Regions from separate parts of the Mus musculus genome. Here region 1 is linked to region 2. The links are chromatin contacts, called in public Hi-C maps. All regions are on one chromosome and are shown on one strand. The core of a region is the stretch at or near the end of the contact, and the rest is flanking DNA. Distances in the headings are between cores, read along the strand shown.

Evidence for each region. A called contact is a pair of places that touch in the nucleus more often than the background predicts.
Region 1: a Hi-C map of cortical neurons shows a contact between it and region 2, with 2.7 times the contacts expected there. The contact joins two enhancer-like sites. A contact is called at or near these places in 1 of 39 promoter capture datasets (the 3T3-L1 cell line), 2 of 15 datasets of contacts at CTCF or cohesin (CD8 T cells and the NIH/3T3 cell line), 3 of 484 Hi-C or Micro-C datasets (cerebral cortex and cortical neurons) and 1 of 115 datasets of contacts at active chromatin or transcription factors (neural progenitor cells).

What each region holds. Positions count from the first base shown.
Region 1 is chr10:26,244,527-26,251,420 of GRCm38.p6, reverse strand. It overlaps Samd3 (sterile alpha motif domain containing 3), which reads right to left. Exons shown (of 11, transcript NM_001115154.1): 5 at 6,755-6,894; 6 at 5,793-5,877. Among named protein-coding and RNA genes, the nearest start is that of Samd3, 18 kb to the right of the region's middle. Within about 2 kb of position 1,495, at least 23 of the 459 cell types and tissues checked have an H3K27ac peak or open chromatin away from gene starts, as enhancers often do. A contact at or near this core is called in cortical neurons, where this site is marked.
Region 2 is chr10:26,136,530-26,143,855 of GRCm38.p6, reverse strand. No RefSeq gene overlaps it. Among named protein-coding and RNA genes, the nearest start is that of Tmem200a, 61 kb to the right of the region's middle. Within about 2 kb of position 4,210, at least 6 of the 459 cell types and tissues checked have an H3K27ac peak or open chromatin away from gene starts, as enhancers often do. A contact at or near this core is called in cortical neurons, where this site is marked.

The DNA.
Region 1 (6,894 bases), core at 246-2,745, 110 kb before region 2:
GCTGGTTTCATGGCTCAAGTCTCACAGTCCTTGATCTTTAGAAACCCCTGTAGCAAGACAAAGTTTGGAGCTGAGATGAAAGGATGGACCATCTAGAGACTGCCATATCCAGGGATCCATCCCATAATCAGCATCCAAACGCTGACACCATTGCATACACTAGCAAGATTTTATCGAAAGGACCCAGATGTAGCTGTCTCTTGTGAGACTATGCCGGGGCCTAGCAAACACAGAAGTGGATGCTCACAATCAGCTAATGGATGGATCACAGGGCCCCCAATGGAGGAGCTAGAGAAAGTATCCAAGGAGCTAAAGGGATCTGCAACCCTATAGGTGGATCAACATTATGAACTAACCAGTACCCCGGAGCTCTTGTCTCTAGCTGCATATGTATCAAAAGATGGCCTAGTCGGCCATCACTGGAAAGAGAGGCCCATTGGACTTGCAAACTTTATATGCCCCAGTACAGGGGAACACCAGGGCCAAAAAGGGGGAGTGGGTGGGTAGGGTAGGGGGGGTGGGTGGGTATGGGAGACTTTTGGGATAGCATTGGAAATGTAAATGAGCTAAATACCTAATAAAAAATGGAAAAAAAAAAAAAAAGAAACCCCTGTAGCCTAGGTCAGGAAGATTCGGATCCCAGCACTGAAGCTACTGTGCACTAACGAAATACTTTGTAATAAGTAGCCTCTTCGGCCTAGGTTCTTCAGCTACCAAATGGAGCAGCATGATCTTTCCTGACAAATGTGTGTGCATGCCTGTGTGTGCATGCATGTGTGTATGTGTGTTTATGCATGTTTGTGTGTGTCTGAGTGTGTGTGTGTGTGTGTGTGTGTGTAGGTGCATCATATGTGTGTATGTGTATATAAAAGCCAGAGGTCAACTATGGATTTCGTTTTTTATGGAACCACCTATGTTGATCTCTCACTGGCCTGGGGCTTAATGACTAGGCTGGGCTGCTTCAGGGATCTGTTTGTCCCTGCTTTCTCAGCACTAGGATCGTAAGCATGCATGCATCATCATGCTATTTATGTGGGTGATGACTATCAGACTGGAGTGCTCAGGCTTACGTGGCAAGCATTTTACTGAGTTCACACACACACACACACACACACACACACGCACGCACGCACACACACACACCACTCCTAAACTGTGTTTTTTATGATGTTGGGTGGCGGTAGCAGATCATACCTATAATCCCAGCCCTTGAGAGGCAGAGGCAGGCAGATCTCTGAGTTGTAGGCCAGCCTGGTCTACAGAGCCAGTTCCAGGACAGCCAGTGCTACACAGAGAAACCCTGTCTTGGAAAACCAGAGAAGGTGGGGAGGGGAAAGAGAGAGCATGAATCTTGGGACTAGCTACTTGTGAAAGATGCTTACAAAGTGTTATTCCTAAATCATCCTGGCATCTGTCCAGTCCTATGGAGGCGGTCCACAGGCCCAGTCTGGAGCTGCTTTGTGCCTAGATTAAGCTCCTGGGCATGGTATGACTCAGAGATGCTCTGTCATCTCCCCCAGGCTGGGATGTTCTGCTATTGCTGTCTTATAACAGCATAAAACCAGTAGATGGTTTGTGGTTTTTCCCAGTCCTGACATGAACCAGTTCAGATCGATTTGTTTGTGTTTCCTATAATTCAGAAGGGACAGGAGCTCTGCTGCACACATAGCCATCACCTGCTAGGATGTCATGAAACGGAACACACAAGTGAACCAATTCTGCATGCTCATCCATGGGAGTGAATAGAGTACCTGCTCTGTGCCCTGCCCTGTGAGCTATCACATAACAGTATGAGTAGGTGGATTCAGTAGAAAACAATTGTGCTGGAGCACAGCCATCCCCCATTCCCATAGTCACCAGCTAAGGATGGGAGAAGTCCTACACAGACTCGGCTTTCTTAATCAGTCTGAAATCACCCGCTCTTTATGACGTGACATAATTTGCAGCGTCTGGCAGGTACATACTTTGTGTTGCAAACCCAAATATAATCATTGAGAAACATCAGATAAGTGAAGTGTGCACATCACTTTACATGATGCAGGGGGAAAAAAACCAAAAACAACAACTTGACCAAAAAGTAAAAACCTTTTCGCCTCCAGAGAAAACAGAAAATGACAAAGAGATTAAGTTAGAAAGAAAGAAAGAAAGAAAGAGAGAAAGGGAAGGAAGGAAGAGAGAAAGATCCAGAAACAGAAGAACCAAATGCAATGCAAAATACCGATTGTATGGGACACTATGCAACTATTATTAATTTTCATGGGCATAAAAATAATAATATTTTTGCTATACAGGAAACTGCCATGTAAAGGCCTTTGCTAAAGACTGGGAGGTATGGCTCTGTGGTAGTGAGCTTGCTTACAATGTATGAGGCTCTGCGTTCAGTTCTCAGTATGGTGAAATTAACCCCCAAAGCAACAATAACAGCAAAAAGATGTTTAGGGTAACTTGTTTCTAAACAGTCATGTACCACAAACAACATGCAGGAAGAAGATAAATACCACAAAATCTTATAAGCTAATGGACCTGGAATGGCAGCCTGAGAGTGCTCCTCCCTTCTCCTCCCTGAATCTCATGATATTTGAAGACACGTGATATAACTAGAGTGGACAGGAGTTACACTCACCCAGTGGGCGCCAAGGGTCCCACTCACGGTCCCATGGTGCTCATGAGGATCCACACCACAGAGAACTAGGAATTATCTAGCACCAAATGTAACCTCGGGAAGAGAAATCTTGGTCTTGAATACCTACCAGAAATCACTGTATAAATCTGAAAAATCTCGACAGTTTAAAATAAAAATCAGCCCTAAAAGTAACCAAGTACTTGCTCTCTTCTACTTTTTCATCTTCATTCCCTTTTACATACACACCCATACACACCACGCACAAATGCATGTGCACATACATGAACATGTACACCCATAACACACACACACCATACACACATGCATTGCACATAAATGCACACATAGAATCATAACGCGCGCACACACACACACACACACACACACACACACACACACACACCAATGGCAGCTCTCTCAGTGTTTCTGGGCATTTTCTTTTTTTCTTTTTCTTTTTTAATTTTTAATTAAATTTATCTATATGAGTACACTGTTGCTGTCTTCAGACACACCAGAAGAGGGCATTGGATCCCATTACAGATAGTTGTGAGCCACCATGTGGTTGCTGGGAATTGAACTCAGGACCTCTGGAATAGCAGTCAGTGCTCTTAATCTCTGAGCTATCTCTCCAGCCCCCTTGGGCATTTTCTACATCATGGAATTAGCATGAACATAACTTCATATAGAGATGTGGTGAGAGTTTGGGTAAAGACCTATACATGCACCAACCTTCTCCATGTATATCTTTAAGTGTGCAAATGAGGCCGCAAGCTGCTAAACTATTTTCCATGTCTTATATTATTTTTGCATAATATATGGGAACATATGTAGATTAGATGCCCACGGGTGCCCATGGGAGCCCACAGGGCATTAGTCCTTACTTCGTAGGTATCTCACTTCAATAACCATAGATTTGAAGTTCAAAATGTAATTGAATGGCAGGAAATATGGCTGAGCAAGTGGAGGCACTTAGCAGCTAAGCCTGGTGACCTGAATTACGGAGAGGCAGGAGGTGGGGGTGGGAGTGCACAGAGAGAGACAGAGAGACAAACAAAGACAGGGAGAGACAGAAGAAGAGAGACAGAGGAAGAGAGAGGAAGAGAAACAGAATAGAATTTAAAAATATAGCTATTTATTTGCTTATATGTGTAAGACTCATTAGGAATACTCCCCTTTATTTTCAAGTATCTCTGTGCCCCCTGGGATATATGAAACAGTGTGCTAGGTAAAACCTGTCTTGCTTGGGGACCAGTGACATGAAAGCAATCTGTTCACATTCACTACAAATGCATCACCCTGCGCCTAACCACATAGTGCAGTGTCAGAGACTGAAGCTAAGGATGTGGGATTTACAGAGATAGAGACATGCCTAAAATTCTGTACACCACATCACTGATCAGATGGACATTATATTGTATCTTGATGTAGAAGAAGCACAGAGGGTCAGTATTACGTACAATGCCATGACTGGAGATGTCAGAATCCTAGACTTTTTGTTGTCGCTTGGTTACACTATTTTGATTTTAGTAAGAGAAAAATTGAGTCAGTTTATAGCACATCGTACATGCAGAATCGCAATTTTTTTAAAATGATGGCATCCTTTGTGAGCAAGCGTGACTGAATTCTAGTCTTGACTCGCTATTATTTACAGATATGGGATGCCACATCTTTTCTGAGTTTGGAGGGGAAAATGAGACTTTTTAAGGCCTTCTGTCATTCAGAATCTTCTGACTTGGTTCATATATATTAAGCCTTTACCTGAAAATGGGACAATGATAGAGAGAAAGGGAAAAGGGAAGAAGAGAAAAAGGAGAGAATGATGGCGGGGGGGGGGGGCGTGAGAAAAAAACTCCTTGCCTATGTGTACTTAAGACAGTAAGATACCGACTCTATCATGTTAACCATGTTCACCAAAGTGGATTTATATAAGGACAGACACAGGTGTAGCAATATATCTTCAGCTCCACATACCTCCAGTTTCTCATGGTTGTTTCTTATATCATACTTTTCTTGTGATGAACATTCAACTCTTTGTTACAATTTTAAAGGACTTTTTAGGTGTACAGTTCAATAATGTTAGGCATGTTTCCTTTGTACAATGATGACATGAAGATTCCCCTCTTGTTTTGCTTGACACAGCAGCAGGCTGCCTTCAAACTCCTGGTCCTCCTGCTTCAGCCTGCCAAATGCTAATATGTCTGTTTGTATGCCCAGTTTCTAAGCATGCTAGAGCAGCAGTCCTCAACCCTTGTTCTCCTTAGAGCTCTGGAATCTTTCGAAAGCTTTGGTGGCAGGATCTATCTTCACATCATTTACCTCAGAATCTCTGAGGCTCCTGAAGGGTAAACTCCATGGAACTGTTTTGTGGAGCTTCCTTAGAGTCTACCTAATCCAGACAGCAGAGTTAAAGAGGGAGGATGAGGACAAGACCGCAAAGCCCTTCAAGGGCTTCCAGACAACTTCCCTTTGATTAGATCAGTAAGCAAGAAACACTCCCTCCATCATCCACTTCTCTGATGTAGCTATGTTCTCCTGCTGGGCACTTTCAGTCACATAGGACCTCCCAGATGGCTTTAGGAGAGGGGCAGAAAGATGGTGACTCACAGCTGAAGGTAAGAGAGAACTAAGACAAAGAAATGAAAGATATGGAAGCTAAGAGAGAGAGATAGATGCACAGGCAGAGAGATACATTATATATATATATATACACACACAAACAGACACAGGCACACACACACACACAGCGAGAGAGAGCAAGTGAGAACACAAATTCAATTCTACACAAAGAACTACAAGCAACTAAGAAATTCTGAGAGTGGGAGAAATAGTCTTTGCCGGGAAAGAGAGCAGTAGCTGGTTTTTCAATACGAAGTGGACAGCCCTGAAAACATATGCATGGCAGTATCATACAGACTGAGCAGTTGTATTTAGGAATATATATTCACATATGAATATGCATGTAAAACAATAAAAATGAGGCCACGAATCTGAGAGTGCAAGGAGCATATGAAAAGGGTTGGAGGGAGGAAGGGAATCAATGATATAAATATAATCTTAAAGTTAAAAGAAAAATTAAGAAAATGAAGATATTAGAGCCAGAGTGGAAAATGCAAAGCTCCAATCTCAAATGGATTGCGATGAACAGTGTGGTGGGCCCATAGTCACTTACAAAGCCACAGCCGTCCTCATCCAGGAAAGGGTGGGCCTGCAGCAGAGCATTGACCACGTCGTTGTACTGCTGGGTGGTGGGGTACCTGTTTACCACAACAGATAAGAGAGAATTCATTTCCAGCAGCCCCCAGTTAAGGTGAATCTAAAGCACACACAGGTTTCTAAACTTTCTCTTACTATGGTATCCGTGTGTGTGTCCGTGTGTGTCTGTGTGTGTGTGTGTGTGTGTGTGTATGTGTGTGTGTGTGCGTGCGTGCAAGGAGTGTGCATATGTGTGTGTATGTATGTGTATGTGTGTGTATGTGTATGTGTTTTGTGTTAGTGTGTGTTCTCTCTCCCTGTGTGTGTGGGGAGAGTATACGTGTATATATGTATGTGTATGTTAGTGTGTTGTGTGTATGTATGCGTTAATGTGCATTCCCTCTCCCATGTATGTCTGTAGTGTGTGTGTGTGTGTGTGTGTGTGTGTGTGTGTGGTGTGTATGTGTTAGTGTATGTTCCCTCTCCTCATTTTTGTGTGTAGGGTAAATGCATATGTACGTGTGTGTGGTGTATGTATGTGTGTTAGTATGTGCTCTTTCTCCGTGTGTGTATGTGTTTCTGTGTGCAGATCTGGAGGCCTTAAGTTAACATTGTTCTCATGTGTGTCCACCTTGCTGTTGAGACAGGGTCTCTCATTGGGACCTGGGTCATGTTAGATAAGATTGGCTGGCCCTTCAAGCCTATAGCAATAGTTACAAGCATGTGCAGTCATGCCTAAATTTTTATATGGGTTTTGGTACTATGCAGCAAATATTTAACCAACTGAGATAATAACCCCAGTCTGTCTCCTAAATCTGCACATATTGAACTTCTATTTGCTATTTCCCCATAAGCCAAGAGAACTTGGTTCCTAACAAATTCTACTGTTCGCTGTGCACAGCTCCCTCCTCCACTCAGCATGTCCTCACTGTTACTCACAGCGAGCCTTCCAGGTACTTAGTCATATCTGCCTGGAGAAACTCAATGATCCTTATCCGCATGCTGTGGTCGGGGCGCTTCTGCTCCACCAACATGCACTTGACATCATAGGGAAACTCCGGTAAGATGTAGGACTTAGT
Region 2 (7,326 bases), core at 2,961-5,460:
GTGGTTGTACCAGCTTGCAATCCCACCAACAATGGATGAGTGTTCCTCTTTCTCCACATCCTCGCCAGCATCTGCTGTCACTTGAGTTCTTGTTTTTATGAGATTAAAATAATGGGACTTGAGGAGGAAGGGAAGGAAGCACAAAATCCTGTGGGAAAAAAAAAAAGAAGAGGAAAAAAGGGTGTGTGTGGCCTCTGTTGAGAAAGTGTCCTATAGGAGACTTCTGGTCCTCAGAAGGGCTGAGAACCTGTCTTTACATGGGGGCCAAAGGATCATGGTTGAAATCATCGATAACTAATTCCCCAGGACTTAACTGTCTCTAAACACTGTGGTGACAGCTGTCACTCTCCATTCCACCACACCTCCCATCAACCTGTGCTGTGACCTCTTTGAAAAATAAGAGCTCCAAATGCATGCTGTGTTAATATATGTGCACTGGGGCCAGATTTGCTGATTTATAATCTCAGTTTTAACAAAGATAAATTGTGCCTTTACTGAATATTATATGATAAATCCAGGGGATTCTGAACAATCAAAATAGGTGCAGTAAGAATTTCCAAAGTGCTCCACGTAGGTTTAATTCCAGATCTGGTTTTAATGTGAAACAAGTTATACAAAATCATTTGGTTTTTCTAGCTTTTTGGATATTGGATATGCAGGTAAGGACTGGCAACTGTATAATTAGCATTTCCATGTTATAAATGAGAACATGACTTCAGAAGGTAGTCAATAGCTCTCTTTATACTGCCAAGACTCAACAAAGCCCATTGCACATCTGGAACTTTGGACTCCTAGGCTACAATATTTTCAGAATTCTACACAGATGGCCTAGTGGGAAATCTCAATAGACAGCATTTGGTTCTGTTTCACATCCACCACCAACTATCTACCTTACTGTTACTATGAGTTATCACTTCTCCTAGCAACTGTGAGCAACCAAGGAGTGGGAGCAGGAGTAGGGTGGCAGAGCCCAACACCTCTCTAGAATGCCAATGAGAAGGCAGGTCTCCAAATCAATGACAAACTGAGAGCTGTCCATGAATGTCTCTCCAAGAAGAACGGGGACAGGCTCACTGACCCTGTACAAATATTAGCTGAATAACTATCAGGTGTGAGTATGAATTTAGGTATTGATGAGGTAAGGAAAATTATGAAAATTTTCTCCTAATGGAGGAGATGTACATAAAAACCACAAAATTAAAATACACTCAGGTAAGTATTATGATGGGAAGTTTAAGAAATACTGGGAATGTAAAAGAAAAAAGGCCTGGGAAAACAGAACTGATATTTAGTTCTGCACTCAAAAGATGAACTTTGAAAGACAAAAAAAAAATCTATTGTATAAATGATTTATTAATTTCTTTTGACCAAGATAGACAGGGACAGGACTTTTCTTCTACTGAAATAACTAAAACCTAGAAAGTGTACATGGGGGCAGCAGTCAGTAGGACACTGCACCCTGGAGAGATTTGAATTGAACAAGGAAGCTCTTGAAGTGTCTTAGGTCACATCCAATATCTGTATTTATATCAAGGCCACATACAGATGACAGCCCTCGCAGACTGAGTGAAGAGGGGACAACAGCAGTCCCACACAGAATCTCTTTTGAGCCTTTAGCTAAGAAGTGAGCAGCATATATTGCCTCAAGTAGATGAAGCACTCATGGGATAAAATGGCAAGATTCTTGGGACTCATGCACAGCTTCAGACATAATCTACTCCCATCAGCTCAGGTGGACCAACTCCTAAGTCATTGCTCATCTGCATGGACCTAGAAGAGTTTGCCTCAATAGTAGGATCTAAATTAAGTCTAGAGCAGTGGTTAGTTAATACAAAGATCAATGAGTCTAAGAGCTGGCTCTTTGAGAAATTAGCAAGATGGAGAGAGAGAGAGAGAGAGAGAGAGAGAGAGAGAGAGAGAGAGAGAGAGAGAGAGATAGATCAGAATATTTTAAGGGAACACTTTAAAAAGCTGTACTCTATTATGCTGGAAAACCTAAAGAAATGGAGAATTTTCTAGATTCCATCAAATCACCTAAATTAAACTAAGAAAAGCCAATGGCAGAAATAGACCCACAAAGAAGTTGAAATGGTAACAAAGTTCTAACTAAAAATGTTCAGGTCCAGATGGATTCATAACAGAATTATATCAGACTTTCAAAGGAAATCTACAGCCAATTCTTCCTTCTTAAAACATTTCAAAAACAGAAACAGAAAGGGCATTGCCAAACTCATTCTATGAAGCCAGCATTATTCTAATGCTCAAGCCAGGTAAAGACACAAGAATAACGAGACAGCTGCAGGCCAGAATTCCTGGTGAACACAGATTCATAAATGCTCAGTGAAATACCTGCAAACCAAATACTGACATACATCAAACACATTATCATCCCCCATGACCAAGTTGGCTTTATCCAGGAGATACAGGGGTGGTTCAAAATACACAATTTAACACATGTTATAAACTGCATAAGTGGTTTGAAAGGTAAAAAAAATCACATGATCATCCCAACTGAGCAGAAAAAGCCTTTGACAAAAATCCAACATGTCTTCATGATGAAAAGTCCTAGAAAGAGTAAGTGGGACTAGAGGGAACATACATCAGTATCCATCATCATCGTCATCGTCATCGTCATCATCATCATCAATGAGGAATCCACGGCAAACACCATCCTAAATGGGGGAAAAACTTGAAGCAATCCCAATGAAATCAGGAACAAGACAAGGCTGCCCACCGTTCCCACTCCTTTTTGCATTGTGCTTGAAGCACCAGCTGGAGAAATAAGACAGAGAAAGAAATTAAAGGGTGTAAGGATGAATAAATAAAGCCTTAGCAAGGGAGGCAAAAATATTTATAGACTTGAAATGACTAAGAAAAGAATCAGTGGACTTTAAATGGATGATCACAAATGCCCCCATCTGACAGTCAGAGAAAAATAAATGAATAAAACGTGTATATATATATCCAGAAGCTATGGGAAAGTATCAAAATAGAATAGTGCTAAATTTAACCAATCTATAGGAAGTCAGTAAATGAAAGAAAAGATAACAAATAACAAAGAATAAAGTATCAAGATATATCTGACAATGGGAATTAAATTAAGGACAAATAGGGGTTGCTCAAAACAACTTTACAATATTCAAAAATTACATGGGAAACAGATGTCAAATTCGTGCATGTAAAGGCAATAAATAACATTAAAGTATTAAGAAACCACAACATAATATCAGGATGCATCCACTTGGATAACGAAAAACTCTGACCATAGCAAGGGCTGGAGGAAACTGTGAGAGACTAAATTCAACACTGACTGGTGACACTGTACACACAGAGAATGGTCTTGCCCTGATGAAAGACAGTATATCGACTTTTAAAAGGGCAATAGACTGATATACAGTACAGCTACCCTAATCGACGTAACTATCCAACTTAAATGAGAACATCTTCACATAGACAAGTTATAAGTGAGAACTTACAATAGCCTGAGCCTGTTATTGTAACATCCAACCATAGAAACATCCAGGACGTTCATTTTCACGTGAATGGGTGAATAAGCTATGAGGCAGTGACATGAAGAACAAGGAGCTCTTAATAAACTCAATAGCAAACATAGATCTTGAAATAATTATGCTAATTGTCATGTGTGTACAAGTATTTTTCCCATTCATAGAAAATTCAAGCTAGTCTAATTAATAGGAAGCAATTGGGCACCTGACCTCCAGGTATCTTGAGGTCAGTTCTGCATTCTGCACCTTGCTCCCTGGGAAACAGGGATTCTCACTTTTCTCTGCACACACCAAGAATGGTCTTGTCATATATGCATATTCACACATCCCTCCCCATGGATGCCCTTCTCCACAGTGCCCGCTCCTTACTGCTTTCTGGACCCTCATCGTACATCATTTGTTAATCCCAGTGAGCTCTTCCACCTGTATTGTGTTTCTTCAGAGTCTGAGCTGGGTAAAATGAGCTGTCTCTTTTGTGACGGTTGCTGTCTTAGTTTCCCCCACCCCTGCCCCTGCAACAATGGATTACAATACATGGAAGGTGTGGATTCCATCATGGGATTGTGTAAGCAGACTAGAAACCTCATAGTCATTCACGATATCATCTCTATGGTAAAATGAGCTGTATGTTCTAAATAAACCAACCAGAATCAGTTAATAGATGTGTAAGCTTGATATGTTTGAATAGACTGTTTACTGTGGAAGCCGCAGCTACAAACCACTAGGTGGCAGTGTGGTCGCGACTAGCTGGTGAACTGAAGATGGCGTGTTGAATCTCAAGCTACTGATTTGTTGTTGTGTTGTTGTTGTTGTTGTTGTTATTGTTGTTGTTTGACATTTAGAAGTCTACAATAGAAAAATGTTCATGAAATAACAGATGAAAAGCCAAACAGTGGGAGTCATGAGAACAGCCATTGACATAAGATAGAACTAGTTTACAGCAGTTATGAAATGTCAAAACATCAAATAATATCTCCTGCTCATCATCGATGTAATAACGTGCTAAAATGATTGTCTCTACAAGCATGTGCTAGGCACTGTGAAACATGGGCAGGTGAAAGAATATCGCGTTGATTTTCTCCTCTCATGCCTCACAAGAGCCAGGCTTCCTAAGCCCTCTGTCTGAGTTTTAGCCTCTGAACCCCACTTCTATTGGCCCACCTGTGTTCTTTGTTGTGTGCTATGTTCTTATTAGATGTAATTTTTTTTTGAAATATGATGAGAAGCATCTCCTGGAGCTATATTATTTATTTGGATCTTCCTGAACTTCTACACAAAGACAGCGTCAGACACACTCATAGTTTGCTCGATGAATGTTCCTTTCATGTTTAGGGGATGGTTGCTTAGCACCTGTGCAATGAAAATCTGGCCAAGGCTCCTGAATCTCAGCTCTCTCAACTTCATTTTTTGCTATCAGTAAAATAGGACAACAAAGTCAATCTTACAGAGTGTGACATTATTTAAAGGAGATCTTGACTTTTGTAATAAGTGCCAAGGGCCACATTAAGAGTTAGTTTTCCATCCAGACTGAAAGGGGAAGGGCAAAAAAGCACACGTTCCCGTCCCCTTCGTGTGTGCCTGTTAAGCACTGGATACAGCCTAGGCCCAATGAATATTTAATCAATGCATGAATAAATGAAGGACGAATCTATGAGGGTATACAGGAGAAGCACAGGGGGTGAGTTAATAAATGTGCTCTGGCATTTAACATCCTGGAACATCTTTATGACCACTTTAATTTTGCATGATTAAAAATAGAAACAATAGTAATAAATAAATAAATCCTTATAAATAAATTAAAAAGACCCTCAAAATATATCAACATGTAGATTCAGAAAATGTTGTTCAACATAAGGATAGTGGTTTAGAGTGATTAGGTGAATCCTTAAATACTTTAGGGGGTCGATACCTTCCTTGAAGATGACTAGGTAACCCTCTTATTTTCAGACTAGAAAGGCAGACCTTTGAATTTAATGCTCCCTGATCCCCCTCCCCGCCGCACAGTGCCATTTCAATTTGGCAAAAATCTGTATATGAAGATGCTGTTCATTCTGCCTGGCATTCAGCAGTGAAAAGATAGATACAGCGAGGAGAAGTGTGGGACAGTGTCCCATGGCTTCCTGCAGCGAGCATGGATAACAACAATTTATTATACATTTTATGAGCAACTGGAAGAGAGAAACTTCGAGTTTTTCAATGACGAAATGATAGATGTTTACAAAGATAAAAATGCTAAGTGCCCTGACTTAATCATAGCACATCATATGCCTGTATCAAATTATCACAGTGGACTCCATACATGTACAATAAAAATAACTGAAGATCGATTCACTTATTTTATGTATGTGTGCCTGTGGGTATGTATGTGCACCACATGCATGCAGGTGCCTAAGCAGGCCAGCAAAGGATGGCTGATATCCTAGAACTAGTATTGCAGGTGGTTATCAACCATTGAAGTGGGCACTTGGAGCAGAAGCCCAGTCCCCTGTGAAAGCAAAAAGTGCTTAACCAGTGAGCTATCTGTCCACCTCCTAAAGGCTCATTTAATTAATTATTAATTAATTAATTAATTTATTTTTGAGAATTTTGACTTTAAGTACCACATTTACATAATTCCTCTTCTCTCTCCAAATTCCTCCTGTGATCTCTCCCTCAAAAGCCCATGATCTCTTTTTCTATAATTATTATTGCTATAGGTACACACACGCACACGCACACACACACACACACGCACGCACGCACGCACGCACGCCCTATTGAAAGCATTTGGTATTGCTGATAAGTACACGTGTTTAAGGGTTGATCATTTGGGATTATGTAGCCTATCGGGAAATCGGAGGGCATTCATGTCTAACACCTAGCTAAGTATCAGTTATAAAAATGTAAGACTTTATTCTTAGACTTACTTATTCTTTTTTAATTGGATATTTTATTTATTTATATTTCAAATGTTATCCCCTTTCCCAATGTCCCTTCTGTAAACACTCTATCCCATTCCCCCTTACCTTGCTTCTATGAGGGTGCTCCTCAACCCACTCACCCACTACCGCCTTACTACTGTAGCATTCCTCTACACTGTACCTTCACAGTACCAAGGGTCTCCCTTCCCATTGATGGCAGATAAGGCCCCTTCAGCTCCTTCAGGGGTCCCTATGCTCACTCCAATGGTTGGCTGTGAGCATCTGCATCTGTATTTGTCAGGTTCTGGCAGAGCCTCTCAAGAGACAGCTGTATCCGGCTCCTGTCAGCAAGCACTTCTTGGCATCAGCCAAAGTGTCTGGATTTGGTATCTGCATGTGGGATGGATCCCCAGGTAGAGCAGTCTATGGATGGCCTTACCATTAGTCTCTGCTCCATTCTTTGTCCCTGTATTTCCTTTAGACAGGAGCAATTCTGGATTAAAATTTTGGAGATGGGCGGTGTCTTAGTCAGGGTTTCTATTCCTGCACAAACATCATGACCAAGAAGCAGTTGGGGAGGAAAAGGGTTTATTCGGCTTACAATTCCATACTGTTGTTCATCACCAAGGAAGTCAGGACTGGAACTCAACCAGGTAAGAAATCAGGAGCAGATGCAGAGGCCATGGAGGGATGTTCTTTACTGGCTTGCTTCCCCTGGCTTGCTCAGCCTGCTCTCTTATAGAACCCAAGACTCCCAGCCCAGGGATGGTGCCACCCACAAGGGGCCTTTCCCCCTTGATCACTAGTTGAGAAAATGCCTTACAGCTGGATCTCATAGAGGCATTTCCCCAACTGAAGCTCCTTTCTCTGTGGTAACTCCAGCTGTGTCAAGTTGACACAAAAAAAACCTAGTCAGTACA